Regions from separate parts of the Mus musculus genome. Here regions 1, 2, 3, 4, 6 and 7 are each linked to region 5. The links are chromatin contacts, called in public ChIA-PET, Hi-C, HiChIP or PLAC-seq and promoter capture Hi-C maps. All regions are on one chromosome and are shown on one strand. Each heading gives the region's core, a stretch centred on a gene start, on an enhancer-like site or on the middle of the called end of the contact. The rest is flanking DNA. Distances are from core to core; before and after follow the strand shown.

Region 1 (3,973 bases), core at 675-3,174, 950 kb after region 5:
GGACCCTGTTGTGTACTCCTGCTGAGCAGGTACCTGGGATCCTTGGGCTTCAGCCTTTCCATCTGGATTTACAAGTGTGTTCCACCACGCCCTGAAGTACCAATGTTTGAAGAGACAAAATTGTCCCGAAATGTTTGAGGGTATAGTTCAGTGACACCTGTAATGTGAATATTATGCAAAAATTAATAAAATAAAATAGAATTTAATAAAAATATTGATTGTAAATTTGTCAAAATGTTGATAATTCGTCCATCTGGGGCTCATTATGCTGTTATTTCTGCTTTGTAGTCGGTTTAAAGTTTTTCACTCAAATTGGTAAAACAAACAAAACAAAGCAAACAAACAAAACCAGCAGCTCCATGGGAGGCTGAGAAACAAATCCTTGCAGACTTTAGCAGCCTAGAACAAGAAGCAGCGATATCTCCAGGTCCTTAAGGTCTGGGACAGGCCCCTCGAGTGGAAGAGGATGCCGTTCACCATCTCCCAGACCTGAGGCCTGGACAGGACTCTGCTTCCTGGCTCTGGCTCTGGCTCTGGCTCTGGCTCTGGCTCTGGCTCTGGCTCTGCCTCTGGCTCTGCCTCTGGCTCTGCCTCTGCCTCTGGCTCTGGCTCTGGGGCTCTGGCTCTGACTCTGGCTCTGGCTCTGGCTCTGGCTCTGGCTCTGGCTCTGGCTCTGGCTCTGGCTCTGGCTCTGGCTCTGGCTCTGGCACAGGCAGGCCTCCATACTTTAATATCAAAGGTTTTCCTGGGTTGCCTTGTGCTGTGGTGAGCAATGCAGTAGGGATGGGAGAAATGACAGACATCATTTCTGCCATATTCCAGTGGCTAGAATAGAAGCAAGACCTTAGATGCAGCTTCTAGGAGGGGGTCAGACAATGGTGGAGATGCAGGCAGACATCAAGGCTGAGCCAGAAACTCCTAAAACCAGGATGTACGGTACACAGTGAAAAGCAGGGAAAGTAAGACATGGGAGAGAGGGATGGAGACTTGAGCAGAGGTGAAATGTTCTACATGGATCCTCAAGAGGACACTTTCAAAAGAACTACAGGTAAGTACACCCGGCTGGAGACAGGCAAAAACCCATGCACGCAAAGGCTCTAGTCCGGAGCCTCAGCAGGGTTGAGCAAAACTAGAGGAAAGTGGGAATTGAGTATGTTTGGCTGATGGCACTTTTCAAATGTTAGCACAGTTCACCAAGTTACTAACCACTCTCACCATGGTTCTCATAGGTTCATGCTAGCCCTCTTCCACAGCCTTGGGAAGACTTCTGTTCCCATCAGGCCTCCTCCTGAGCACACCCTTTGCTGGGCTCCATTCTCTGCAGGTGGCATCAGCCCCTACTATGCAGGCCCTGTGTGGATTCTCATGAGCATTTGCTGCAGTGTGAGTGCTGTCCTGTCGGACTAGTCATCTCTCCCATTAGATCTCAGGTTCCAGAGACCTCCTGTTGGTGAAGGTGTCCTCAGGGCTGACAGGTATCACACAGAGGGTGGTGACTCAGACAATGGGAGGGTATTGCCCGGGAGAAAACTGCATCTCCAAACGTTTCCACATGTACTGTACTTACTCTTGTATTTTGGTTTGTTACAACTCAGCTTTAGAAAGAGATGTGTTTATATCTAAAGTGACAGGAAGGGACAAGTGACCAACAGTTTGGAGGCCCTGCAGTACAAGCCCTTGGGGGATAGATAGGAAAGAAGACCGGCATTGAAGAGCGGCAGATATGTTGCTAAGAAGGACCCAGAAAAGCGGAAGAGCACAAGGAGTGAGACCATAGTAGATCTCTGTTTGGATGCAAGGGCCAAAGAACAGAGCCCAGAATAGCACTGAGTAGCTAATGCGCTAAGCCCCGCCCTCCGAGTGCTTCCCGCCCCGCCCCACGTGCTAAACCCCGCCCTTTAGTCAGCCTCTTACTTAATGCCTGGTACCCGGAAACAATGTCAACCTTGAGTACCGCCCATCGCCTCGTCCTTCCGTCCCTCCAGAAACCAGAAGTTCCGCCGCCGAGCGAACACCTTAGATTGTGAGTCACCGAGTTTGTACTTCTGCGCAGGCGCCCTCAGCCCACATCTAACTTGGCTCCTGCGGCGAGACCGCCCTGCTGTCATGGCTCCTCCGTTGTTGTCGCTGCCGCTTTGTATTCTGCCGCCGGGTTCGGGCTCCCCCCGCCTGGTGTGCTACTGCGAGCGGGATAGTGGTGGAGACGGGGACCGCGACGACTTCAACCTCTAGTGAGTGGAGTCTAGGGATGTGGGGTGCGGGAGCATAGCGGGCACGGTGCCTGACAGCCCCTCCCACCCAGTGTGACGGACGCCGCCGAGCTCTGGAGCACCTGCTTCTCGCCTGACAGCCTGGCGAGGCTCGTGAGTAACAGTGCTGGGGATAGGAGACAGCTGGTAGCTTGCCACCCTCCCCCTCCCCGTGGCAGTGGTTCTAATAGCATTTCCAGGGTAGGGCAGTTTGGAATGTCCAGTGGGTCCAGGGTCCTGGGCGGGGTTAGTGACAATTCCTTGTTCCCAGCAGAAAGCCCGATTTGGCCTAAGTGGGGCTGAAGATATCCATTCCCGGTTCAGGTGAGTTCCAGTTAGGGAGGCCATGTGAATGAGAAGCTTGGGGTAGTGCTAACACATCCTGGCCATAACACACATCTCCCTCCTTAGGGCAGCCTGCCAACAGCAGGCAGTAACTGTAAGCCTGCAAGAAGACAGAGCATTGATAACCCTTTCAGGGGATACCCCTGCCCTGGCCTTTGACCTCTCCAAGGTGCCCAGCCCGGAGGCAGCCCCCAGGCTGCAGGCTTTGACTCTCAGCCTGGCAGAGCATGTATGCAACCTAGAGAGGCGGCTGGCAGGTACTGTATGTGTGGGCACCTGTACCTTCCCTCAGGGGCATGCTTTTGCAGACCCTCCTGGCATTGAGTGAGATGCCACGACTCTCTCTTAGCTGCAGAAGAGACCATCACTAGCCCCAAGAAGAACACCCAGCCAGCAGGCACTCAGTTCTTACCAGGTAAGGGGTGGGCCTGGCATGTGGGCTGGGGCTGCTCTTTCTCTGGAACTGCCTCTCCAGATGTCTCATGGGAGAATCTTTCCATGTGGACAGAGTTCTGGCCAGGGTTCTTTGGAGTTCAAGATTTCCCTGATCCTATTTTCTGGCAGAACTTGATCACCAGAGAGGCAGCTCTGGGCCTGGGGTCAGGAGACGGTGTCCAGGGGAGTCTCTCATTAACCCTGGCTTCAAAAGGTACTTGCCACCTGTCTCCCCTGCCCTGGTCCCTTCCTTTTCTTCTATGTATTTACATACTCTTGTCTTCTAGTAAGAAACCAGCTGCTGGTGTAGACTTTGATGAGACCTGAGGACAGCAAAGCCTGTTACTTGGCCAGGAGCCTGCCTGCAAGGAAAGGGGAGATCTAGGACCCCCTAATCAGAGACACCCCTTGCTTCACTTCCCCTGTGGTCCTGCTGTTGGGCAAAGGTGCCTCTCATCCCTTCTCCGTCAAATAAACTGCTCCCTCGGGGAGAGATGCTAGGCCAGACTTGAGTTGTGAAGATTGGCCTTGGGGAGGGGGCACGAGAAGACCCCTCTGGTGTACTGTGGAGCCCTGGGAGGCAAACAGATGCATCAGGCTCTCGGCATCCAGGAGGCTCTCCCGCCTAGGTCTTAAGGCAGGCAGCAGAGCTTTCTCAGACCTACTGTGTTGATTCTGCGTGGCCAGCACAGAAGCTGAGAGCGTCCTGGTCTGGTAGAGCCAGAACTCTCTAAGGCTTAGATGTCCCACACTTGCAAGCCCCACCCAGGTAGCACAGAGGCGTTGTCTTGGAGGCCACCAGAGGGCATTAGACAGTAGAAGCCCCTTATAGGAGATATGGTTGGCCCACAGTCTGTGGCTGGACTGAGGAATGGAGGCCTGCCCCCACCCACTTGGCCAGGATCCCAGAGGCTGAGCTTCATGGGGCTCCCCACCCTCCTTGG
Region 2 (3,789 bases), core at 856-3,355, 560 kb before region 5:
GGCCAACTTGAGATGGTGAGCCTGGTTCTGGCAGGCCTTGCCCTTTCCCCATTCCCTCTGCCTTGCTAAAAACCATCAGATTACATTCCTAAGGCTAGCCACCAAGGTGCATTCCCTTATCTGGTCTCTTCTTCCTTTTGAGGCTGACTACCAAAGTCCAGCTATAAAAGCACTGAGGTCTAGCAAGGAAAAGCCCCCTTTGACTCACATAATTAACATGTCCAATTAAAAATTAAACACCGGCCGGGCGGTGGTGGCGCACGCCTTTAATCCCAGCACTCGGGAGGCAGACGCAGGCAGATTTCTGAGTTCAAGGCCAGCCTGGTCTACAGAGTGAGTTCCAGGACAGCCAGGGCTACACAGAGAAACCCTGTCTCGAAAAACAAACAAACAAACAAACAAACAAACAAATTAAACACCTCGTCCTTTATATCTTCATAAACTGCCAATTTCCTAGTGCCATTCCTGTTTCATCAGTAGGCAGAGGTACCACCCCCCAGGGCAAATAGCCTCCTCCCTCTACTTTGTTTTCTCTCTCTCTCTCTCTCTCTCTCTCTCTCTCTCTCTCTCTCTCTCTCTCTCATATCTATGTCTCTTATTTCCTACCCTCTGGGGCAAATAAATCTCTTTTTGTAAGGGTCCCCCAAAACTGGCACCCTGGACTCAAATAGTATGTAACCGCAAAGAGTGTTTTATTCTGCAGAAGTCCAGCATGCTGGGGTCTCCCATTGCTAAGATAGAGAGACCATCAAGTGAGCTTGAAGGCTCGATTTAAAGCGCACTGGATTTCTGGGGTAGATGGGCTTTATCTTATTCTATCTCTAGGCATTCCAGAACCATTATCTGAGTGAGTGCTGTTGTGATCATAAAAAGAGAAAGAGCTACTAAGATCTGTTCTGGCAGGGTGTGGGGGAAGGGTGTGCCTCAGTGGGCCCATGCCTCAGCATCCCTTCCCCCTGAGAGAGCAGCCACATGACGGTATAGTATAGAATAGAGTTTATTCGGGGCATGGGGAGGGGAGTTAAGAGGGTAGTAGAGACAAAGGCAGAGAGGGGAGGGGGAGGGGGAGGGGGAGGGGGAGGGGGAGGGGGAGGAGAGGATTGGAGGCTGGCCATGAGCATATGGAGAGAGGGGGTAAGGGAATGGGGAAAGGGGGGAACAAGGGGCCAAGAGGCAAAAGCGTGAGAGAGAAAGAGAGAGGGATGAGGGGGCAAGCAGCCCCTTTTATAGGGTCAGTCCTACCTAGCTGCTACCAGGTAACTGTGTGGAGGAGCATATCTGGCTGTTGCCAGGTTTCGGTGGGGGTGGAGTCCAGACAGAATACCAACAGGTGCGAAGGCTAGAGCCTGGATTTTTTTTTTTTTTTTCTACTAGTAATCGAGTTGCTTGGACTTGCCCATACCTTAGGCCTAGTCTCTTTAACTGCCAATTTGAAGTGTGTTGCGGAATCTGCCTAGCCTTCTCTGTGCTCAGAACTTGGTCTTGGGGGGTGCCGGGGAGGGGGTGTCCTGATTGGATATTTTTCCTAACAGCCACCACCAAGTCTCCCAAACCTTCTTACGTGGTCTGTTGGCTTTGCTGCTTATCTCTAGTCAGAGAAACCCGAGGGCAAACGATTCAACTGTGACCGCCCCATCTGTATTGCACTATCAGGATCAAGAATAGATTGCTGGTCATTAACACTGCGATTAAGAATGTATATGTATACGTATATAGTCACAATTAAATTTTGCTTTATCATTAATATCGGACACTGCTGGCGTGCCTTTGCAGTCAGTAAACCAGAGACGTGGGGAAGGCTTCGGTATTCGCAGTGTGTGGTTGTGCATAGGGCAACCTACACAAGACCCGCCTCCGCCTCTTCCGTACCCCCGTGAGTGCCACACCGAGAGTAGTCCCCCAGCCTTTTCCGGTGTCCCAGAGTCTCCTCATTTGCGGCCTTCCGGGACACCAGATCTTTGTGAAGGTCTGGGCTCCCTTCCGTCAAACTCTGGGTATCCAACCGCAGCGCTGCTAGCCAGGGCTGTCAGCCCCCAGTGCTAACTAGCGGGCTAGTCGCAGAGTCCGCATACGTGCGGAACCAAAGATGCAGTCTCGGTTTCTAGCAGGTCGCGAAGAGAACAGCAACCCGGGTTCCCGCATGCGCAGTGGAGCACGCTTGCACCCTGGGAAATGTGTGCTTGCGCGGTTGCTGGAGTCGCGGTCTCTTCCCTGGTGGTTCCGACTGCGGAGAGCGGGGAGATGAAGACGAAGGCCACCGCGCCGGTGCCCCAACCTGGGCCTATCAGGAAGCTCGCTAGGAAGAAAGCCAAGAAGAAGTTCAGGAAGAGCAAAGCTCTGGCAGGAAGTGGGGTTCCGGGAAGCCACCCGGCGGCTGTGGCAGGCCGACCGCCGAAGGCCCCCGAGAACTTTTCTCAAAATTGGAAGGCGTTGCAAGAGGTGAGACCGGCGACAGGCCACCTTCATCCCGAACTTTCTGTCAGGTAGCCACAGACTCCGAAGGAGGAAGGGATGTTGCCCTCTGCTTCATTCAAATTCTTTTTCTCAATTATGAATCACTTATCTAGGTTGCCACCCTGGCAACGTCTTAAACTATGTCCCAGAACTCTGGCCCAGTGGTTCTGGAACTATTGTAGCTCAGGGTATACCCACACTAGTGGTTGTCCTCCTACATTAGGTAGCCTCCCTAGTCCTGAGCCTCTATACCTACCCCCATTCATAAATTCTTCCATACTAGTTAGATGCTTTTTTTTGTTGTTTTTGTTTTTTCGAGACAGGGTTTCTCTGTGTAGCCCTGGCCGTCCTGGAACTCACTCTGTAGACCAGGCTGGCCTCGAACTCAGAAATCTGCCTGCCTCTGCCTCCCGAGTGCTGGGATTAAAGGCGTGCGCCACCACGCCCAGCTTAGTTAGATGCTTTTACTGCCCTTGTTTCTTAGACGGGGAAATTGTGACACATAACTTACAGGGTTTGAGTTGAAAGTAGGTCACATACGGTGTAAACAGCAGAACTGGGGTGCTGAATATGCCTTCACTGTCGACTTCTAGGGAGTCTTGAGGAGTGTATGTCATGGAGCCTCAGTAAGAAAGACAATAAGGAATTTCTTGGCCTCCATAACAACACTCCACCTTGTTCCTTAGTGTGGATCTTCCAACAGGACACCCAGGAGCAGCCAAACCCTGTGGACAGTCAGGGCTGTGTATGCTGGTTCTTGTTCTTTCTCCCAAGAAAGTAAAGTGTGCAGGGAGGACATGTTTACTAAAGGAAACTTGGATTTGGCTCTGGTTTCTACAAGAATCTAAATCCTTCAGGCCTTTTAAGTATTAGGGGAGTGAATAAGTAGAAACTCACTGCAACATCTCTCAGCTGGTTGCCATCTTGTTGTGGTCTTAACTGGAGATTTGAACACAAGGAAGAAATTGGTCTCCTGGACCTCTCCTCTACATGGATCAGCCCTATCTGGTTTCACAGGACTTCTTTCTTTCCATTGAACTCCCTTCCTCCAGGTCTTCCTTAGATTCTGAGCTGTAGCCGCCTCCAGAGATAACGGAAGTGATCACTGTGTCCCACAGTGTTGACCATGGAAGTCACTAAGTGAAACTCCAAATAAAGAAGTGAAAAGCACCATTAGTGGTGATGGGAAGTGCATGGATGATAGAATAGATGTACACACAAGTTTCTTGAACCTGTGGTATGTCAGTTCAAAATTAAATGTGGCTTTTAACAAAATAATAAATGTGGCTTATATTTAATTTTGATTCCATTAGCTACTGAAACAAAAGTCACAGG
Region 3 (3,849 bases), core at 295-2,794, 980 kb after region 5:
CAAGCCCTGAGGGGTGTTCCTGATAAGCAACTTTGGGCTAGCTAGCACTAAGGCATGCCTACATACACTCTGTGTCCCTTCTTCCCAGGGACTCAAAAGCTATAGTCACAGGGCTGCCCCTTCAGACCCCACACCAGCCAACCAGAACAGAGAATGTACCCAGTCCTGGCAATCAGCCAGGGCCAGGTGCCCACGGGAATTCTGCCAGGCTGTGGTGATGACTGCTACCCACCCTGCCTACAGACCAGAGTTTCTTATTATGAATCTAAAGTACTCAAAGAACATAGGTGGAGTGTTGCTGCCCAAGGGGTCCCTGGGTATGAGCTGGTTAAGGCCCTTCTTTTAGGTCCTGCACTCTCTTGTCTCCATCCTGGAAAATCCCAAGGGCCCTCGGACACTCTTGCTGGCCCAGGACTCTCTGGATGCCCTTGCTCTTCCAGGGACTGGGATGAAAACCAACACTGCAAACGCCATCCGTGCCTGGCATCCTGCTCCTCACACAGGACTCGTACCCCAACACTCTTTATACCCTGCCTGGCCTAGACAGGTACTAAGAAGCTCAGCAGAACCCAGCCCCAAGAGAGGCCCAAGGCAGGAGAAATCAGAGGAGCAGCCTCAGGAGAAACTGGCCCCAAAGGGTGCTGGGATTTAACAGGTTGAGTCCACACAACAAGGACATTCCCAGGGATGAGAAAGCAGGAGTAAGGGTTGTGACTTGCCAGGATGGGTTAGGAAAGGAGATGAAGGGAGGAGAAGGTGGTGGTGGTGGTGGTGGTGGTAGTGGTGGAGGAAGAGGAGGAGGAGGAGGAAGAGGAGGAGGGCGGTAGCAGCGGCGGCGAAGGCTGTTTGGTACCAGCTTCAGCCTAAGGTGCTTGCCCAAGGGCAGAGTACCAGTAAAGGGAATGAAAAGACAGGTTCCTATGGGGGCCCCAGAGATGATGGGACCAGGGCTCTGAGTCCCTAAGCTGAATGGTGTGTCCCAGCTAGCGCTCTGGACCAGGAACCTGCACCTAGCTCTAGCTGAAGTCCAGGGACCACCTGCCCCCACCCCAGCCTGCCAGAAAGCGCTGCGGAGGGCGCCGGCCCGTGACTCAGCCGTGCGCTGCGAGTGTCAGCGGACCAGGGCACAGCCGAACCCACTGCCGGAGGCCCGGAAGCCCGCGGAATCGTCCGGCCCCGAACAGGGTCTCCGGTGGCGCCCTCCCGGGGTCTGCGCGCGCCTGGACACTGCACGTGCACGCGGAGAGCGCACCGGCAAATTGGGCGCGCGGCCTGCGAGCCCCTAAGGGCGGGCGCGGCTCGCTCACCGGGCTCCGGCGCTTCAGCGTCACGTTCTTCCAGAGCAGCAGCTGCAGCTGGTGCAGGAAGCCCATGGCCGGGCCGCGCTCCGCCGCTTCAGCGCCGCGGCCCTGTCCTCTGCGCGCCCCGCCGGGCCCCGCTGCCGGCCGCGCCGCTCGGCATCGCCCGCGCGGGGGCGGGGCGCTCGAGAGTCCAGGACCTGCTGCTCGCAGGCTCCGCCCCGGCGGCCGCAGCTACAGAGACTCGTCGCGCCCGCGCCCGTCGCCCCCACTTAAAGGCGTCTCTGCGCCCGGGTAGCCGCCAGGGGGCGCCCGCGCCCGCCTGCACCTGCGCACAGCACTAGGCCTCGCTGCTCACTGGACCCATAATGCAGTGTTTCCAAGATCCCTCACAGCCCCCATCTAAACCAAGATCCCGGCTCGCACCTTTCCGAGGTCTAGGGAGAACGCAGGTACCCTATGCTTCTCCCAGGAGATTCCAAATATGAGTCTCCAATTGAGAGATTTACGCAGAGGGGTACCCAAGGTGTTTACTGTCCTGTTTGGAAAACTGAAGGAGGCTTGGTCACCATTAGATTGACCCTCCTCACTTGTAGAGACAGGAAGCAGGGTCAGTCACTCATTTAGAGGAGAGACATTGGTCCGTTAGGAGAATCCCATCGCGGCTTGAGGTGCAACAACACGATGTGACTTAGATATTTTAAAGAGGAGCCTGATGAGAGGGACTGCGGTAGTTCGACCACCTTCACAAAAGCATTCTGTGTTCCTCATAGACGAGCCACCACCTGCTGATGAAATGGCGTTTACCTAGATTATCAAAATGCAGAGCAACAGCAGGTCATGGCAGATTTACCTTTAACCCAGCGCTCAGCTCAGGGAGGCAGAGAAAAGCAGATCTTTGTGAGTTCAAGTCCACACTGGTCTACATAGAGAGACCATATCTCAATAAAATAAATAATAGAGAGCAACCACGCACGTGTAATCCCAGCATCAAAAAGGCAGAGGCAGAAGGGATGAAGTATTCAAGGTCATCCTTGGTTATATAGAGAATTCAAAGCTAGCCTGCGCAACATGAGACCCTGTCCAAAATACTCTCTCTCTCTCTCTCTCTCTCTCTCTCTCTCTCTCTCTGCAGGTGGAGACAGCTGTTTTGAGGTCCAGGGTATCATCCAAACACATTTCTTACATAGTTTTAACTGAATTTAGAACACGTAAGGTGCATATGCCTGGGGTCACTGCAGTCCACCTGCGATTTCCATGCAGGTGAGGCAGATGCCCAGCGGGCAGGGCAGCAGAAATGCTTACCAGGTATGAAGAGCTAGACACACCACGTGAAGGGCTGGGTGTGCATAACCGGAAACTGCTACAGGTCAGAGAGCCCTAATTCTGACCTGAGAAAGTTAGGTTTATATTCAAAATGATGCTGAGACATCACAACTGTGAAAATTTACCACAGTCATCCATTGTGACTACCAGATCAGGCCTCCCTGCTCTAGCCAGACTGCACAAAAGGGGCTGGAAAGCAGGGGTGACTGAGAAGACAGGTTGTCCCTTATATAAGAGGTTTACTTGCTACCCCAACACCACCCACCTCCCCACCTACTCCATATTCATGTAAGCCTAGCATCTTTCTGCTCTTAGAGCCTGGCCTTTGGTGGGTCCTTAGAAGTGTTTGAATGTGGGCCTATTGATACTGTCACAGGACTATTTTCTCCAATATGGCAGGCAGGGGGCAGCAGAGAGCCACTAGCTGTGGTCCTGAGGACTGTGTCTGAAGACTGCAGGCCAGTTTGGGTTTCCCCGGCCTATGAATAGGAGGGGGAGGCTGTGTGGTATTCAGCCTGGGACATGCAGTTTGCTCTTAAAGTGAATGCAAACCGTCATCGAGGGCTAAAGCTTCCTGACACTTCCCAGCTCCTCTCCTGGGCTGGTGGGAGAGGACACGAGACTCCACCCAGCCCCAGGCTCAGGCTCCTTCTCTCCAGTTAGCCCATGAGGCTAGATTAGGGCAGGAAGCCATGGTTAGGCCTTTCCCACAAACCACAGGGGGAGGGCAGCTTCCTGCCTGTACTGCCACCCCATCCCCGGACAAACCCAAGCCCCAGCCCATCCCAGGAGCTCAATCTGTCATACACTCATAGCCTCACCTCTCATCTCCTCCTGGCCCACCCAGTCCAACACAGTGGGCACCTGCAGCAGGCTCTTCAGTGAAAGCCCTAACGGATACATCACACCCCATCACACAGGACACACCTCCCACTGAGACCTATGACATGTGGCACCTCAGCCACAGCTGTGTCTGACCTCAGTTCTCAGGTCTGTACCTGCCGTGGGCTTTGAGTTCCTGGTAAGGTACCACTCAAGCAAGGCTCTCAGACAGAAACGAGAAACCCAATAATGGCTGCCGGAGGGAATTGAGCAGAGGAAGCTGGCTGGTGAGCTCTGCTGCCTAACAGACTTGACCAGGAGATTTCTGTCAGTGTTTTTATTAGTAGTGCCTCTTTCCCTGGGGGAACTGTGGTGTCAAAAGCCCAGAATCATCTGCACTGTC
Region 4 (4,068 bases), core at 429-2,928, 860 kb after region 5:
GTAGGCTGGGTCAAGGTGTGGTCCTGTCCATCACTGACCCATCATTGTCTGAGCTCGGCTAGCCTGCAAGATGGCCTGAAGCTGCACATCTCTTCCCAGGAGACAAGTTTCTTCCTCGGTTGGCCCCAGGCTTCAGCCTTCTTTCTCCTTCTGAGACTCCTGGAGAATAATTAAATTTCCTGGGGTACATTGTTTCAAGAGACTGGTTGCCAAAGAGAAGAGCATAAGTATCTCTTAAAGTCAGTTACAGAATGAATGCAGGCAAGACACAGAGGGTAGAGTGCAGAGGTGTCCATCCTTCCACACTGTGATATAACAGCTACAAATGTTGGGATGCTATCCTGGGATACATGCTGTGGGTTGGACACCCCTGATGGTGAGCTCTAAATACTTTGTGTGTATATACATATATGTGTATGGTGTTGTTTATATGTGGTTATGTGTGTAGCGTGTGTGTGTGTGTGTGTGTGTGTGTGTGTGTGTGTGTGTGATGTCTAGAGATATATAGAGATATGTGTCAGCATATATATATATTTTTTTTCTTTTTTGCAGGAAGAGATGACTCAGGAGTTAAGAGCTCTCTCAGAGTTCTGAAGTTTGGTTTGGGTCCCAGCTCACAAGAGCCTGTAACTTTTTTTTTTTTTTTAAGATTTATTTATTTATTTTATGAGTACACTGTAGCTGTCTTCAGACACACATCAGAAGAGGGCATCCGATCCCATTACAGATGGTTGTGAGCCATCATGTAGTTACTGGGAATTGAACTCAGGACCTCTGGAAGAGCTGTCGGTACTCTTAGCCACTAAACCATCTCTTCAGCCCTGAGCCTATAACTTTTGCTCTAAGGGATACAATGGCCTCTTTGTATGGAATCCCTGGATACTTCACTCATGTGCACAGACATACATACTTATAATTTTTTTAAAATACCTTTTTAACAGGACTGCAGAGATGAGAATAGACAATTGTCAGAGGTGTACAAATCTACATGTTGACGTAGACTCAAGTCTCCAAACATAAGCTTTCTTGGGGGACATTTCCCTGTTCATGTGGTTGAAGGTGCTCTTGATGAATCCTTCAAACTTTTTTAAAAACCTTTTTATTGGTTCATTGTGCATTTCACATCATGCACCCCATCCCACCCATCTCCCCCTCCCCTTGTACCTGCCTTTCATCCTTGCAACCTCTCCCACAACAGATGGAAAAAAATCTCGTCGCGGAAGCTGTAGTATGTCAGTTTGTTCCACAGTATACCCTTTTGTCTACACTTCTTTGTTCGCAAATATTCATTGAAATGTTAACTCTTTAAACTTTTAAATTACACTTATTCGTCTATTTGTGTGTATGACTAAATAATGCATAAACCCCTGCTCTCTTTCCACGATGTGGACCCAGGGCTCGAACTCGAGTTACATTTGGTGGCAAGTGACTGCAAGTGACTGACGTCCACGAAGAGAGGCTCAAGGCAGCTTCCTCAACAACCTTGCTAGGAACCGGAGAAACCGGCTTAGCCCCCACCCCCTGCGCCGCTCTGACTAATCACCGCTCTCTGCGGTTCCGTGCTCGTTCCTGGTAGGTTCCTGCTTCCGTCTGTCAGCGGGCAGAGTCAAGGCGGCCTATTTGACAAATCGACGGCCGCTGCTGCTCCCTGTGAGCTCCTGGTAGGCGCGTGCGTCTGTCCGTCAGACGGGGCGGGCCGCGGCAGCGGGGGTGTTTCCCGGCGAGCGCTGAGTTCCGGGCGCGCGAAGACCGTTGGGTGAGGCGGCGCGGATCTAAGCGGGGGGTCTACTCTCAGCGGCGGCCGGGCTGGGGTCAGGCGCGGGGTGGGAGTGGCGGTTGGGGGTCAGATGCGGGGCCGCCGCTGTCTGGGTGAGGTGGGTGGGTAGACTTTTCGGAGCCGCGGAGCCGGAAACTGAAAGTCGCGGGAGGGGGGCCGGAAAAGTTCGCGACGTCCGCAGCGGTGCTTGGCTGCGCGCCTACCGCGGTGGCTCGGGGTTACAGCAGTACGGTCCCTGCCCCAGATCTCGGTCCGGCATCGCGCCCGAGGGACCCACGAGCCCCACTTGCCCTTACTGGCCTTGAGCGAATACCTGGTCTCCCAGGCCACTTTTACCGCTCACCTCCCACCCACTTATGCTTTTTGGATGGGGCAGTCAAATTTGGTCTGCCAAATTTACGTCGCCTTTTCTGACACCCGGCTACACAAATCACGGACACCACCTCCCCCATAAGGCCTCTTCCCTGTTGGTGGTTTACCTTCCCTGTCCTCCTTTATTTTTTCAGATCTCACCTTTCTGCCCCTCAGAACCTCTGTTTCTCTGGAAACTATCTTGCTTTTTGTAAAGTAGTCTGGCCTCGAACTACTGAGTGCTGGGATTAAAGGGCCTGCGCCACCACCGCCCTGGAAACTATGTTGATGGGATAGATGCATATGTGTCAGGGTGTGGAGACTGATCCCAGGGCCCTTAACCTCCTGACGCCTGCCTAATGGAGGTTGGACCTAGTGTATATTCCACATGATGGACTTGAAGCCCTGAGTAGGTGGAAAGGACATGAGATTGATTAGAACTCACAGACGTACTCCCAGCGGGCCCCAAAATCGGAGAAACAAACTTTCAGCTCCGTGGACACAATGCAATGTCATCATTGTCTTGTGTGCAACTCACTAGCTTGGCTACCAGTCCCCCAGAGAAGTCACAGTTGACCTTGCCACCACGGCCCCTTCCTGCCTGCGTAACTGACTGAGAAAGGTGGTATTTAGTGACCCAAAGTTAACTGTTATCAGGTGGAGACCCCAAGCAATCTCAAATTGATGTTTAAGTCTTAAAAATTAACTTTATTGCTGAATACTTAATGATGGATTTATAAATACTTGAGTTTTAAAAGCTGAAGGAAGGGTTGTTTTTTATCAAGCCTTGTGTGTACATCTGGAAGGCTGAGTGCTGTCAGCAGTTGTGTCTCTGGTCTGAACTGGTGGCTCCTTGCCTGCCTAGCAGGTCTGTGAGGTGTTTACCTGTTGGCTGTTTTTTTCCCTGGGACCCTCTAGTCCGTACCTAAACTGACTATTCTCTGACAATACAGGCTGCCTGGAACCCTGTTACTCTTCTCCTGTTTGCCAGTCACCATGGGCTCCTCAGGAGATTCTCCACTATGTCCACACACCTGAGCAAGGGCCATGTGCATTCATAACCTAGTCTCACTGGCTCCTGGGCTGCAGCACACTGAGCACTTCCAGTCAGAGCTCTCTGGGAATCCCTGCTGTGGTTCCTCCTGCACCCATGAAGTAGCAGCAGGCTGGACAGCACAGAGGACATGGCAGCAGCCAACTTGGAGAAAACCTTCTTCCAAGAAGGAGATGCTTCCTGCCTCTCCTCTCACTACTGTTTTCTGAGAGTTGGTTTGGGGTTTCCTTCTTGACAGTGGGGTGTCAGGCCTCCACTTCCCATGTGGTTGCTACATGGATTGTCAGTGTAGCTTGGCAGGTGGGTTTCATGGGGTGGGAGCTTTTACAGGCATGGACAGGATGACCTGGAGAAGAAAGAAAAATCTAGAAAGAGTTGTCCATAGATCCTCCAGATTATGCCAAGGATGGGCTGTGCGGCTTCCAGGCTTATGCTGAACATCTGTCCCTGTGTACTGGCCTTGCCCCCTTTACATAGAGGGTTGGAGACAGCTTGGATGCCACACTGGACATCCATCTCATAATTGTAGTGTGCTCGCCCTGTTCATGTCCATAGAGGAGGAGACACGGTGGCTGCTGCATCTAGGATCTGGGACCCAGGTGGGCAGTGGAGTTAGTATTTGGGGCAGGTTGTAATTTTGGTGGATGGTTCAGCTAAAGAAAGTCAAGGATTTGGAACCTGGACATAGTCTTAGGGTTGCCGTGCTCAATTAGAGCACAGGGCATGGGTTGTGAGAGGAGGTGAGTTTGTGACAGGCTGGACAGTTGTGTTGCACAAACAGATTCTGTGCTGTGTACCTACTATCACTTTATGGCATTACCAGCTGGGCCATCTAGTTATTGATGTGGCTGCAGCCGTCAGTAAAGGATCCAGGAGGGGAGAGCTA
Region 5 (4,289 bases), core at 1,085-3,584:
CCCGCAGCTGTGCTAGACCCAGCCTTGGCCACTCTCTGTTTAGTCCTCTTGAGGGGCCTGGGCCCTGTGCTAAGCCCTGTGCAGATGAGGCTGCTGATATCAACATTTTTGTCCATATTTTCAACTCCAAGATCTCATTTTTCTTTTGAGCTTGTGGTTGAATAGTTCTGACAGATTTCTTGGATTAGATCCCAGTAAGGTCTAGTGAGGGAGGAAGAATATATGCAGTGTTCTCTCGTGGCATGCAGCGTCCTTGTGCTTTCAGGAGTAGAAAATTATAGGCCACTGGCCACCCTTGCACTCAGTGAACCCTTAGCTGCCCCCCCCTCCCCCCCCCCCCCCCCCGCTCTGTAGTGCTAACTCAGCTCTTTTGACCTTGACAGAATTGGCAGAACAAAAACAAATCATGTCTGCAGTGCTGTGGGCTAGGAAATGCTGAGCAGCAGGAACTTGGCACATACAGAAGGTCTTGCTTACACTTGAAGCTAACACAGAGTCTGCCCATTTGTTATTGATCTGTGGGGTTATCCTGTAGCTCCATCGCTGGACAGCCTCTGGGCATGGACACATGTAGGTCATTGCTGTTCCTTTTGTTCTAGGCTTCTGTCACCTCGGGAAATTCAAGGCCAGGGAGGATTGGCCAAAGAAAATATGCGGCATTGAACTAGGATTGCTGCTGGATTCTTATTTGGAACCCTGAGATGATTAGATAACTGTTCTTCACCAAGAACCAACTAGCTGCCTCAGGTCTCGTGGATCCCAGATGGACATGGCAGTAACTCAGAGCCGGTCATACTGTGTGTCTCCTTCCTTGCAGCCTATGTATATGAATGATTGAAAAATTGATTTCAAGGTTCCTTTCAAATGCTGGATAGAATGAATCTAATTCAAAGTCTTTTATGTAAAAGAACAATGTTTCTTTTTTAGTCACTTTAGACAAATTAAGGTTTGAGCCACTTGAGAATATCCCCGCAGAGAGGCTAGGCAGGGATTCACTACAGGAGAGCACAGTTACTTGGACACCAAGGCCTTTCTCACCTGAGAAATGGTGCAAACCAACCAGGGATCCTTAGGCTACTGAGAAGGCTGTCTGCTTACCTGGAGAGGACTGACTGCTGGGATGTCTGGCCTAAGAGGAGCCTCAAACTGCACTGGGCAACTGTGCCTTGTCCTGTGAACTGGGGAGTACATGCCAGCTCCTCAAAGGGTCACCAGATGGCAGCGGCTCCCAGGCTGGGGAGGAAGTGGTTACAAGGGCATGTCTCTCCAACATTTCCAGCCTCACTCCATTTTCTGTGGCCTCATTAGTGCTGGGTGCGTTTTTTTTTTGCTCCGAGCTTTCCGTCATGGCTCAGTCACTGGGGAGAGCCCCAGGGAGCTGATATTCTGAAGCTGCTGATCTGATTAACCAGGTCAAAAACTGGCTGTGTGCTGCAACGTACTGCCCTCCTAGCCAGGAGTCTGTATGGAGCCCTCTAGCTGACTCAATGTCACCTGCAGACAGCACTTAAAGCCTTGGTGGTATCTTGGAGTGGCTTACGGTGTCCTAGCGCACACTCTGGAACCTTGCATCTCTACCCCAAAGCCCACCAGGGACCTTCAGCAGCGACTCACTGGCTCACCCATATCACTTCAAGGAGCTGCCACCACATAAGAGTCAAAGCTTTAAGGCTTCACTGACTGTTCCTAAAACTATCCTTACACTCTAAAGAGGAAGGGAAAGAGAGTTAAATATTTAAAAATCAGCAGGTAGAAAACATAAATGGTTTGTTTGGTATTAAATTTAGAAATTGTAGAACATGGAATTAGTACAGCCCTTCCCGGTTTTCTGGTTCCTTGCATCATCTAGGAAAGACTCACAGAATGGCTTCCAGGACGTTCCATAGATGAGTGTACTTGGACCCTCCTGTTCCTGTCATTAAGAAAGGCCTGTCCCTGTGGGTCAGTAGCAACTTGTGTCCTTGCTGGGACCAGGCAGGACCCTTGCCTCTGGTTCAACCCTGCCCAGGCTCTGTGTTGACTGCCAACCACTTTGGATTCAAGAAGCTTCCTCCCTGGGAGCTGCTATTTTTCCAAAATTCACATTGTTAAATAAAATATTTTGGGCTCTCAAGTAACTTAATTTATGGCTTCCTTTGTGTTTTGAGGGGCAGACCAGCGAGATCTTTAGTGTTGGTAGAGCCTTGGGCAGCTATTGGGTGTGACTGCCTGTGCCTGGTCCTGCCGCGGCTTGGCAGGGCGGGAGCTCGTGTCGGGCGTGGCTTCCAGGCACCGGGCTGTGGTCCTCCGGCCGCGAGAGGGCGCTGTGGCGGCGATAGGGTCTTGGGCCGGGCAGTTCTCCGGAAGACTACAGAACGGAACCTGAGCCAGGGTGACCACTAGACTGAGCTGGGGCGAACCCTGGGCGGGGGCGGGGGCCGAGGCACGGGGCCGCAGTCGTTGTTCCAGCTGCCACCGTGACTGGCCTAGGTCCGCCTCCGCCAGCGCTGGGCCCGGCTGAATCAGACCTCGGGCGTCCGGCGGCGGGTCTGCTGCCGAACGGAGGGCGCAGGTGAGCCTAGGACGCTGAGCGCGCTGCCCTACTCTGCCTCGGCGGGGTGGAGGGCTGGCCGGGGGTGCTGGACAGACTTGTGCAGCTCCGTGAAGTGCAGCCCCGACCCCCTGGCGCCTGTTCTCACGAAGTCGCTTTTAAGACTAGCGAGCTGACTTCGGGGAGCCAAGAGATTTTTCTGCGTTTCCTCAGGCATCGGTGAGAACTCTCAAGTCTCCAGCCATGCAGCTACAGGCCCTCCTCCAAAAGGACCGCCCCATGCCACAAAGGGAGCCACTCGAGTTTTCATGGCATCGAGCTGGCGAACTCTGACGTGCATCCTTGACAACAAGAGTTGCTTGTTAACCTCCCAGGGAGGATCCCTTTCCTTAGGAGGGCCAGGCTGAGGGGGTCAGGGCTGGCCAGGTCTGGACTATGCCATCCAAGTCAGCTTGCCTGCGTCACACTGAGGCACCTGGGCAGCTAGAAGGCAGAATGCTCCAGGGACAGCCTCCGAACACGGAAAAGAAGCTCATCCCAACACCAGGCTTCTTACCAGCCTCTGACTCTCAGGGTTCAGAGACAAACCCCATGCCTCCTTTCAGCATTCCAGCAAAAACAAGCAACCAGAACCCACAAACTAAGGCAAATCTCATCACCCCACAGCCACCCATTAGACCCAAGTTGGAGCGAACCCTGTCCCTCGATGACAAGGGCTGGAGAAGGAGGCGTTTCCGGGGTAGTCAGGAGGATCTGACTGTCCAGAATGGGGCCAGTCCCTGCAGGGGCTCCTTGCAAGACTCAGTAGCCCAGTCCCCTGCCTACAGCCGTCCCCTGCCCTGCCTCAGCACATCCTTGCAGGAGATACCTAAGTCCCGAAGGGCCACAGGCAGTGAGGGAGGGAGCCCATCCTTGTGGAGTGACTGTCTTTCTGGAATGATCAGCACCTCCTTGGACCTCCTGCACAGAGATGCTGCCTCAGGTGGGCCCCCCTCCAGGTTGGCAAGTTTGCATGCCTCACACACACCACCAGCTATGGACCTCAGCATAGCCTCCAGCTCCCTGAGAACAGCAAACAAGGTTGACCCCGAGCACACGGACTACAAGCTCCGCATGCAGACCAGACTGGTCAGGGCCCACAGCAACCTGGGCCCTAGCAGACCCCGGAGCCCCTTGGCTGGTGACGATCACTCCATTCACTCAGCCAGATCTTTCAGCCTTCTGGCCCCCATCCGCACCAAGGACATCAGAAGCAGGTAGGGCTTTCAGGGGGGAGGGGGAGGGAGCTCTGGGGCTGTCATCAGAGGCCCTCATCTCATCAGGCCAAGAGCAAACTGAGCCAGGCATGGTGGCTCTTGCTAGTAATCCCAGATCTTAAAAGACTTGAGGTTGGATCATCACAAGTTCAAGGCCAGTCTGGGCTATCGTGAGCCACCATCTACATAAATAGATATAAAAGAACTAGCTACCCAGGGGCTATGTGAATGGATCCGAATAGAGAATGCCTAAGACTTGGAAATGGAAAATAAGACAGATCACCCATCCTCTCTCAGAAATCATGCCTTTCTCCTTCTGTCTATGTCCTTCCAGAACCTTTTCTTTGGGGCTCAGTGTCATCCACAGACACTTTGAACGTGTAGAAGTTGCTTGTCTACCTCATTCTTTACGGAGGCAAATGAGAGCACACCCTCACACTCTCACTGTACACGTAGTTTGTATCTCCATGTGTCCTGCCGGGCAGCTATCTCAGTGAGTGTCT
Region 6 (4,083 bases), core at 614-3,113, 780 kb after region 5:
CTTATTAATCATCAGCTAGGCGGTGGTGCACACCTTTGATCTCAGTGCTCAGGAGCCAGAGGCAGGTGAATCTCTCTAGTTTCAGGTCAGCCAAGGCTACACAGAAAAACCCTGTCTCCAAAAAACCAAAACCAAGGAAAAAGAAAGTGATTGGCAGGGTTGAAGAGACAGCTCATCAATACTGCTTTTGCAGAGGTCCCAGCTCTCAAGTCAGGTGGCTCAGGACTGCCTGACATCCCCACTCCAGGAAGCCACTCTATTCTGGCCTCATCGGGCACCTGCACACATGTATGTGTACATGCACACACACACACACACACACACACACACACACAAATAAAATCGAGAGGCAGGAGTGATGGCTTAGCAGCTGAGCACTGGCTGCTCCTCCAGAGGACCAGGATTCAATTGCCAGCCCCCTCATAGAGGCTCACAACCATCCTGTAAACTCCAGCTCTAAGGGATGCAACACCCTCTTCTGGCCTCCATGGACACTAGGCATGCAGTTAGTACACAGACATATGTGCAGGCAAAACACCCATTACGCATAAAGTAATAATCTTTAAACAGAAATAAAAATAAAATCTAAAAAAAAAATGATGCAGGTGTAAAGTTGGCTGAAAGGGGATAACGCTGGAAAAGTTAGACTCTTTTAGGTTTAACATTTTTTAATGAATTATTTTATTCATTTACATCCCTAGACTTGTTATTTTTAAAACACCTACCGCCTGGGCTGTGCTCAGCTTGCTGCAGTTGGAGATGGGGGAAGCCATTGCTGTTAGAGAGCTGGCTACTCCGATGAACCTCAGGGTTCAGGCCTGGGGCAGGAAAGAGCACTTCCTGTAGGAACTGGTGCCAGTGAGGACAGAGGGAGGTCAGCAGCCTGGAGGGACAGAGGGAGGTCAGCAGCCTGGAGGGACAGAGGGAGGTCAGCAGCCTAGAGGGACAGAGGGAGGTCAGCAGCCTGGAGGGACAGAGGGAGGTCAGCGACCTGGAGGGACAGAGGGAGGTCAGTGGCCTGGAGGGACAGAGGGAGGTCAGCAGCCTGGAGGGACAGAGGGAGGTCAGCGGCCTGGAGGGACAGAGGGAGGTCAGCAGCCTGGAGGCGTGCTGGGGAAGGAATGGGGGAGCATAGCTGGCCTAGTCTGGCCTGCAGGCACTCAGGTCCCTATGGATTCCCTGCTCACTATAAACCCTAGCCAGGCCGATGCCAGACTTTGCAGTAGGTAGGTATTAAGGTATACAGGGCAGGACTGGAGAGATGGCTCAGAGGTTAAGAGCACTGCCTGCTCTTCCAGAGGTCCTGAGTTCAATATCCAGAAACCATGTGGTGGCTCACAATCATCTGTAATGGGATCTGATGCCCTCTTCTGGCATCCAGGTGTACATGCAAATAGAGCACTCATATACATAAAATAAATAAATCTAAAAAAAAAAAAAAAAAGGATGTAGGCAGGGTAGTGAGAACGAGGGTTCTGCTGGCTTGGAGGGCCAGGCTCAGCTCTTTCATGGCCCAGCCAGTGCCTCACACTCTCTCAGGAAGGCTTCTTCTGTCTGCTATCCATGGATGGGAGGCTGAGAGGTTCAGCATTTGGCTCTGGGAGCTCAGTAGGCGCCTTTGGCCAGCCTTGCCTTTCTGAGCTAGTTCTTTGGGAATCTATTCTTTGGAGAGAAGCAGAAGAGGAAGGTAGAGGAGGAAGAGGAAGGTGGAGAAGGAAGAGAAGGAGGTGGTGTCCTCATGCCCCGAATCCCCAGTGCTGACTGGGAAAGTGTGCTGAGTGTGTGAGTACTGTACTCATGTGCTACAGGGAACTGCTGGGTGTGGCGCTGGCCATCTGGTGACACACAGGAAGTGTGCCTGGTTTTAACTTGCACTCCTTCTCAGGAGAAAAAGCTGAGCCGTGAGGAATCCAGGCAGTGAGGGTCTTCACTTCGTTCATCAGTGCCTCAGCCTCCGTCCAGAGCCAGGGAGTCAAGGAGTGGCTGCTGTACCCAGAGCAATGCAGTGGCCTACGCTGTGGGCCTTTTCAGGACTGCTCTGTCTCTGTCCCTCCCAGGCCCTGGGTCAGGAGAGAGGTGCCTGTCCAGGTGAGAGGGGTCTGCTCAGAAGTGTGGGCACACACATACCTGCATATGCCTGCACATGTGGCAGCAGGAGATGGGACATTTTAGAAGGGCAGCCTGAAAACACATCCAGAGACAGGCTGCATGAATGCTAGTGGGTACGGAGAGCTGTGGTTTTCAATGCTGCTCCAAAGCCACCCCTCTTTTTTTTTTTTCTATGCAGATGTTAAGGTCGTAGGTCTGGGGGCCCAGGACAAGGTGGTTGTCATCCAAAGTTGCCCTGGCTTTCCTGGCCCACCTGGGCCCAAAGGGGAGCCTGGAAGCCCTGCTGGAAGAGGTAGCAATCTGGATGGGAGAGGGATTCCCCTTAGCCTCCCCTTGGCCCAGCTCCCTCCAATCCTACCTAGGAGATGAGATCCAGTTTAGTCCTTGTGTTTACAGGAGAACGGGGCTTTCAGGGCAGCCCAGGAAAGATGGGACCTGCCGGCAGCAAAGGTAAGAGGGAATTCTCACATGGGTCTATCTGCCTAAGATCCAGACAGGTCTTGAGAGTGGTGCCAGTAGCACCTGAGCCCACACACCATCCTCCCCTATGTCCAGATGCATGCCTGCCCCCTTCCTACAGGCTGGGCATTCAGATCTCTCTCCTACAAGTTCTGCTCGCATGGATGGACACATAGGTGGATACACACACACACACACACACACACACACACACACACTGAAGTGAAAAAGAACCAGCACTGTAAGAATGCCCCTTCTGTCTACAGGAGAGCCAGGAACCATGGGGCCCCCGGGAGTTAAAGGTGAGCCTAGTAAACAAGTCTCCTTAGGAAGGGACCAGGAAGGACAGCTCCACATGGAGCAATATGGGATTAGGGTCTTGTTGGCTTAAGGGGAGTCTTGAATACAAAGAAAGGTGGGTGTTCCCAGAAGCACTACTTCAGGGGTCCCCAAAGTCTCCCCGGATCATTATGCATATCAGAATGTTGGGGGCTCACAGACTAGGGGAGAGGCTGGAAGCTGGGAGGGGTACAGGAGAGGATGTGGCAGGATTCCAGCTCTGGGACAAGGCTAGTATGCTGTATTCCTCCAGGGGAGAAAGGCGATACAGGAGCTGCGCCATCTCTGGGTAAGTACATCCCATAGTCTCTTCTAACGTTTCCAGTGTCTTTACCCTCTGGTTGTGAGTGAAGAAGAGTGAGCTTCGGGGGCTGAAGTAGCATGAAGCATCTGTGGGCCCAGCCAGCCTCCCAGCCAGCACCCTGACCTATCCCAACTCTGGGTATAGTCACAGACAGGACAATGCATAACAGCAGCCAAACACAAAGGAGCCTAATGGGGCCAGCCAGGATGGGTGTGCTGGGCTCTTTAGCAGGAGGGTACGGCACCATGTATGCCAAGTAGAATATGGAGTCTAGGGGAGTTATATGTGATGGGAAGGGACCAAGGAAGAAAATAACACTCATGACTCTGCCCAGGTGAAAAGGAGCTGGGAGACACCCTGTGCCAGAGAGGTAAGTGACCTCTCAGCTGGCCCCTCCTACTTCCTGCTCTCAAGAATACAGCAGGACCCCACCCAGGGAGTATACCCCAGATACAGGCCAACCCTGCCCACTTCCCCATGGTACAGGACCCCGGAGCTGCAAAGACTTGCTGACACGGGGCATCTTCCTGACTGGCTGGTACACCATCCATCTTCCTGACTGCCGGCCACTGACTGTGCTCTGTGACATGGATGTGGACGGTGGGGGCTGGACCGTGAGTGAGGAGGCTCAGTGTGGGGCATAAGAGGTTTGCACACAGCGGCCACACTCTGGAGAGCTGAAGTCAGGGAGAGAGCAGAGCAACCAGGGGGAAAAAAAAAAAATAATGTGGTGCTTCACCCTCCAGCGAGACCCAAGCACTGGTGGACCAGATCTAGAACTCTGTGAAGTGAGTTAAGTGGGCGACAGGACCCCAGTCATAACAGATGCATCAAAACATGTCAGCCCTGGGCCACTATCATCTATCAGTTAC
Region 7 (3,788 bases), core at 1,064-3,563, 620 kb before region 5:
TTGAGCCAAGGTCATTCTTGGTTATGGGAATGGTGGGTGAGGGAAAGAAAGCATCCCAGTGAGCCAAATGAGAAGAGCCTGTCAAAGGCTTCACCCTCCTACATCACATCCCACAGACAAGGACCACATGGGAGCATGGGAAAGAAACATGGTAAGACACAGGGAACTTGCCTTGCCAGCAGAATATAGTGACCCGCTCTGTCCTGGGCTGGTGAGATGGCTCAGTGGGTAAAGATGCTTGCTACCTAAACTAGACAATCTGAGTCCAGCTTCTGGGACCACAGGGTAGAAGAAGAGAACTGATTATCTCCAGTTGTTCACTTATGTCTTCTCTCTCTATGGTACTCACTCTCTCTCTCTCTCTCTCTCTCACACACACACACACACACACACACACACACACACACACACACACATAAACAAACAAAATGTAGTAAAATATATTTTCAAAAAAGGTCCTTAAATAATCCCTGGCAGGCCACCAGGGAATATAGTAAATTCCAGGTCACCCATAGCTAAATAGAGAGACCTTCCCCTCCGCCCCCATTTTTTTTTTTAAATTTTTTAAGGAGCAACTATGACATTTCCTTAAAAGCTGCATTGCCAGGACACAGGAAGTGGGATACAGAACTGATTGTGTGAGAGATGTCCTCAAAGGCCACCAAGATTGCATGTCTGACTACCTACCTAACAACCCCAAGTATTTAGTGGTCTAAGGCAGGAGTATTGAAAGGCCAGTCTGGACAACCTGGTGAAACTTATCTCAGAGTAAGATAGGGCTGTGGCTCAGTTAATGTAGTGCCTGCCTGGGTCCAATCCCTAGCACAGAATGAATCCAGGGCTGCAGTCCCAATTGGAGGTGGAGGCCAGAGGATAAAATTAAAGTGGGTGGCTACCTAGAAAGTTTGATGCCAGCTTGGAATACATCAGACCCTGTCTCAAATGACAAAGGAGTGGAAGGGGCCTGAAGAGATGGTTCAGCGGTTACAAGACCAGGTCCTATATGCTCTGGCTCCCATTACTATTTGGTGACTGACCGGCCTGTAACTCCAGCTCCTACAAGTCCATCATTTCAGCTTCAGGAGCACAGACTCACAGACAGACATAAAATTTAAAAATTATATATCTTAAGTTTTTCACATGTTTGGGTGTTTTGTCTGTACCACATAAAAGCTGATGCCAAAAGGCACCAATTGTCCTGGAAATGGAGGTAAGAGGAGGGTTGTGTGCCAACCCGTGGGGCTGGGAAATCAAACCTGAGTCCTTGCAAGAGCAGCCAGTGCTCTCAGGCTCCCAAAATTATGTATAACACACACACACACACACACACACACACACACACTCAGCTTGGATGTGAAGTGGAACACCACTCACTGAAAGTTCACCTCCCCACTAAGTAACAGACAGGCAAGGCAAACACAGGAAGGAAAGACGTCCAGCCAGGGTGGGTCGCAGCAGTTTTGTGGTCTCTACTGTCCTCTCTAGAAGTGTTTCTAAAGGGGAACTGAGACTTCTACAACACCCTTTACTGTTTTAATAGCCTGGTAACAAAGGGTCAGTTTATAAATGTGAACAGGAAGTAAGTCCACTCCTGTGACTGAAAAAGTCCAAAGACACAGATAGGCATCTTGATTGTGGCTTTTTCCACCTCCTAGAGAAGTTTCTGTTTCGTTTTTTTTGGTCATTTTATACCATTACTGGAATGATTTTGAACAGTGCAAGCTATTTGGACAACCAGGAAATCCCAGAGATCAGGAATGTAGCTCAGAGACAGATTGCTTGCTAGCAGAGAGAAGCCTTGGGGTTTGTCCACAGCTATGGGGTGAGACACCGCAGGGCACCTGCTGGAGTTACCCCTAATTGTTTCTGCTCCACCCTCCTCCTACTTACTGTACACACCCAAAGTAGTGATTCATTGGAGTCAACTAGGGTTAGGAGGCGAGAAGTGAAGTGGCAGGTGTAGAAGTGACATCTATGTGACGGGAGAGGGCACAGAACAGGGCCAAGCAAGGCAATAATAAAAAAATATATAATAATAACAATCCTCCGTGTGACCTTGGCAAGCTTACGACTCTCTGGGCTTCTCCTCCATAAAGCCAGACCCAGCCATGGAGCAGTCCACGCTCTTAGCCTGGCGAAAGGGTGCTCAGGCGGCCCTGCCCTAGAAGCGGGTTTCCCCGGCAGAATCCAGCGCCTCAAGGCGCACGCGATGGGACACGCCCGGGAGCCCGATCGCACCCTGCATCCGAGGCGTGCGGCTGTCTCATTGGACAGCACGGCTCTGCAGGGCCGCCCTGCAGCCAATCGCATCTGTAGGGCGGAGCTTCGCCTGCTGTGCTGAGGGCTCAGGCAGATGCTTTAGCTCTGCAGTGGAGTCCCGCTGTATCTGACCATCCGCGCTGGCCATGCAGGAACCCCTGCTAAGAACCGAGGGACTCGACTATGATACCTTCCCCGAGGTGCCCGCGACTCCTGGAGAGAGAGAACGAGCCGGGTGAGAGTCTCAGGGTGTGGGCATGGGAGGTTGGGATGGCCTTATCTCCAGCAGACGATACACATCTTGGGCCATTACTGACTTCTGGTGAGTGGCCACCAAGAGTCATCTGACTCTTTCTTACCGCATGCTCGCAAGTCCTATTTAAAGAACTGGACCACCATAAAGAAGAGAGCCTCCAAAGGAATACTGGGTGGGATCCCCACCTGCCACAGGGGGAGGACATGGGTCTTGCCTAAGATCACAGAACAAGCTTTGAGCATCACAACAGGAGGCAAAAACCACAATTTCTTTTCTGGAGAAAACGGGCACCAGCCCCAGCCGACAGCCTGGGGATTTCCCAGAGCTGCTGCTAAGGCCTGAAGACAACTTGACTGGCCCTGGACCCAGGCCTCTCCTGGTTATCTGCCGAGCTGGATGGTCATGGGCTCGGGGAAGGCAGCAGTCTGGGAACTCAGGGTCCATTTAAAGGACTTGTCCTTGGTCCTTTGGTTCTACCCCATCCCCCACCAGGGCCTTGAAAAACAGAAGGGTGTTCCTGGCTACCTTCGCCGCTGTGCTGGGCAATTTCAGCTTTGGGTATGCCTTGGTCTACACATCTCCAGTCATCCCTGAACTGAAGCTCTCTTCTGACCCAGCACTACACCTGGACAAAATCCAGGCATCCTGGTTTGGGGTGAGGCCTGTTCTCTAAATCAGATGGGGTAGTGGAGGGAGCATGGGCCCACTCAACCTGCTTACCACAGGGAACTAAAATCACCTAGCCTTGGAACCTCCCCTAGAGCACCGGTATCTCTCCCTAACACGCATTCCCGTCTGCTAGCGGTGATGGCAAGTGACATGAGGAAGTGACATCCTGCAGAGATGTGGGCCAGGGCTGAGGGGAAGATTTCCCAACCCCATACCCAAAGCCAGGCTGCCACAGCAGAGCTGACATCCTCCTGGGTGCCTGGAGGCAGTCACACCAGATGCTAGCGGGATGAGAGGTGCCATATGGACAAGGACAGAACGTGGCTAAACAGAGCCCAGGAGCCCAAGACTTTAACGTTAGAATGTCAGTAGACCCTGAGTTAGGACTGCGACTTGACAGCAAAGCTGGAAAGATTTGGGGTCTCCTGAGCATTTCAAATGGGGTGGGAATGTGCAAGGCGCACAGCACATGCTGAGCACATGCTAGACACTTCGTGAAATATCTTCACCCCTGAGGTTAACTATGTTTTTCCCATAACGCAACTAAGAAACTGAGGCCACACTGTGTGCCCTGGTCCCACTGCTCATGAGTGGCAGACTCCAG

The links. Promoter capture Hi-C pulls out the DNA fragments that hold promoters and counts their contacts. A called contact is a pair of places that touch in the nucleus more often than the background predicts. ChIA-PET counts read pairs in DNA pulled down with a chosen protein or histone mark. HiChIP or PLAC-seq counts read pairs in DNA pulled down with a chosen protein or histone mark.
Region 1: an H3K27ac HiChIP or PLAC-seq map of thymic regulatory T cells shows a contact between it and region 5, with 4 times the contacts expected there. The contact joins the promoter of Paxx here to the promoter of Inpp5e in region 5. A contact is called at or near these places in 3 of 39 promoter capture datasets (the 3T3-L1 cell line, hippocampal neurons and liver) and 2 of 115 datasets of contacts at active chromatin or transcription factors (pancreatic cancer cells and thymic regulatory T cells).
Region 2: a Hi-C map of CD4 T cells shows a contact between it and region 5, with 3 times the contacts expected there. The contact joins the promoter of Rexo4 here to the promoter of Inpp5e in region 5. A contact is called at or near these places in 1 of 484 Hi-C or Micro-C datasets (CD4 T cells) and 1 of 9 other capture datasets (liver).
Region 3: an RNA polymerase II ChIA-PET map of memory CD8 T cells shows a contact between it and region 5, with 17 read pairs. The contact joins the promoter of Abca2 here to the promoter of Inpp5e in region 5. A contact is called at or near these places in 3 of 39 promoter capture datasets (hippocampal neurons, liver and pre-B cells), 2 of 115 datasets of contacts at active chromatin or transcription factors (memory CD8 T cells and pancreatic cancer cells) and 1 of 9 other capture datasets (liver).
Region 4: an RNA polymerase II ChIA-PET map of memory CD8 T cells shows a contact between it and region 5, with 59 read pairs. The contact joins the promoter of Traf2 here to the promoter of Inpp5e in region 5. A contact is called at or near these places in 4 of 39 promoter capture datasets (the C10 cell line, the HPC-7 cell line, hippocampal neurons and 1 more) and 3 of 115 datasets of contacts at active chromatin or transcription factors (embryonic stem cells, memory CD8 T cells and pancreatic cancer cells).
Region 6: a contact with region 5 is called in a promoter capture Hi-C map of liver, with 5 times the contacts expected there. The contact joins the promoter of Fcna here to the promoter of Inpp5e in region 5. A contact is called at or near these places in 3 of 39 promoter capture datasets (hippocampal neurons and liver).
Region 7: a contact with region 5 is called in a promoter capture Hi-C map of pre-B cells, with 2.7 times the contacts expected there. The contact joins the promoter of Slc2a6 here to the promoter of Inpp5e in region 5. A contact is called at or near these places in 3 of 39 promoter capture datasets (hippocampal neurons, liver and pre-B cells), 1 of 15 datasets of contacts at CTCF or cohesin (embryonic stem cells) and 2 of 115 datasets of contacts at active chromatin or transcription factors (bone marrow-derived dendritic cells and memory CD8 T cells).

The regions. Positions count from the first base shown.
Region 1 is chr2:25,459,045-25,463,017 of GRCm38.p6, reverse strand. Paxx (non-homologous end joining factor) reads left to right here and starts at 1,924. Exons shown (of 7, transcript NM_153557.1): 1 at 1,924-2,231; 2 at 2,303-2,363; 3 at 2,524-2,573; 4 at 2,661-2,851; 5 at 2,944-3,009; 6 at 3,159-3,243; 7 at 3,317-3,530. The coding sequence starts at 2,107. The coding sequence ends at 3,356.
Region 2 is chr2:26,962,702-26,966,490 of GRCm38.p6, reverse strand. It overlaps Rexo4 (REX4, 3'-5' exonuclease), which reads left to right and starts at 2,105. Exons shown (of 8, transcript NM_207234.2): 1 at 2,105-2,439; 2 at 3,768-3,789. The coding sequence starts at 2,173.
Region 3 is chr2:25,426,294-25,430,142 of GRCm38.p6, reverse strand. It overlaps Abca2 (ATP-binding cassette, sub-family A (ABC1), member 2), which reads right to left and starts at 1,544. Exons shown (of 49, transcript NM_001368624.1): 1 at 1,308-1,544. The coding sequence starts at 1,373. It overlaps Fut7 (fucosyltransferase 7), which reads right to left. Exons shown (of 4, transcript NM_001289453.1): 4 at 3,769-3,849.
Region 4 is chr2:25,544,550-25,548,617 of GRCm38.p6, reverse strand. It overlaps Traf2 (TNF receptor-associated factor 2), which reads left to right and starts at 1,678. Exons shown (of 11, transcript NM_009422.3): 1 at 1,678-1,756. It overlaps Gm35476 (a long non-coding RNA gene), which reads left to right. Exons shown (of 4, transcript XR_866044.3): 4 at 553-693.
Region 5 is chr2:26,407,264-26,411,552 of GRCm38.p6, reverse strand. Inpp5e (inositol polyphosphate-5-phosphatase E) reads left to right here and starts at 2,334. Exons shown (of 10, transcript NM_033134.3): 1 at 2,334-3,786. The coding sequence starts at 2,966. Sec16a (SEC16 homolog A, endoplasmic reticulum export factor) reads left to right here. Exons shown (of 30, transcript NM_153125.2): 30 at 600-2,122. The coding sequence ends at 668.
Region 6 is chr2:25,625,754-25,629,836 of GRCm38.p6, reverse strand. Fcna (ficolin A) reads left to right here and starts at 1,863. Exons shown (of 10, transcript NM_007995.3): 1 at 1,863-2,088; 2 at 2,288-2,401; 3 at 2,506-2,559; 4 at 2,835-2,870; 5 at 3,161-3,196; 6 at 3,546-3,581; 7 at 3,698-3,825. The coding sequence starts at 2,001. Fcnaos (a long non-coding RNA gene) reads right to left here. Exons shown (of 8, transcript XR_003954003.1): 6 at 726-883.
Region 7 is chr2:27,026,523-27,030,310 of GRCm38.p6, reverse strand. Slc2a6 (solute carrier family 2 (facilitated glucose transporter), member 6) reads left to right here and starts at 2,313. Exons shown (of 10, transcript NM_172659.2): 1 at 2,313-2,494; 2 at 3,008-3,170. The coding sequence starts at 2,406.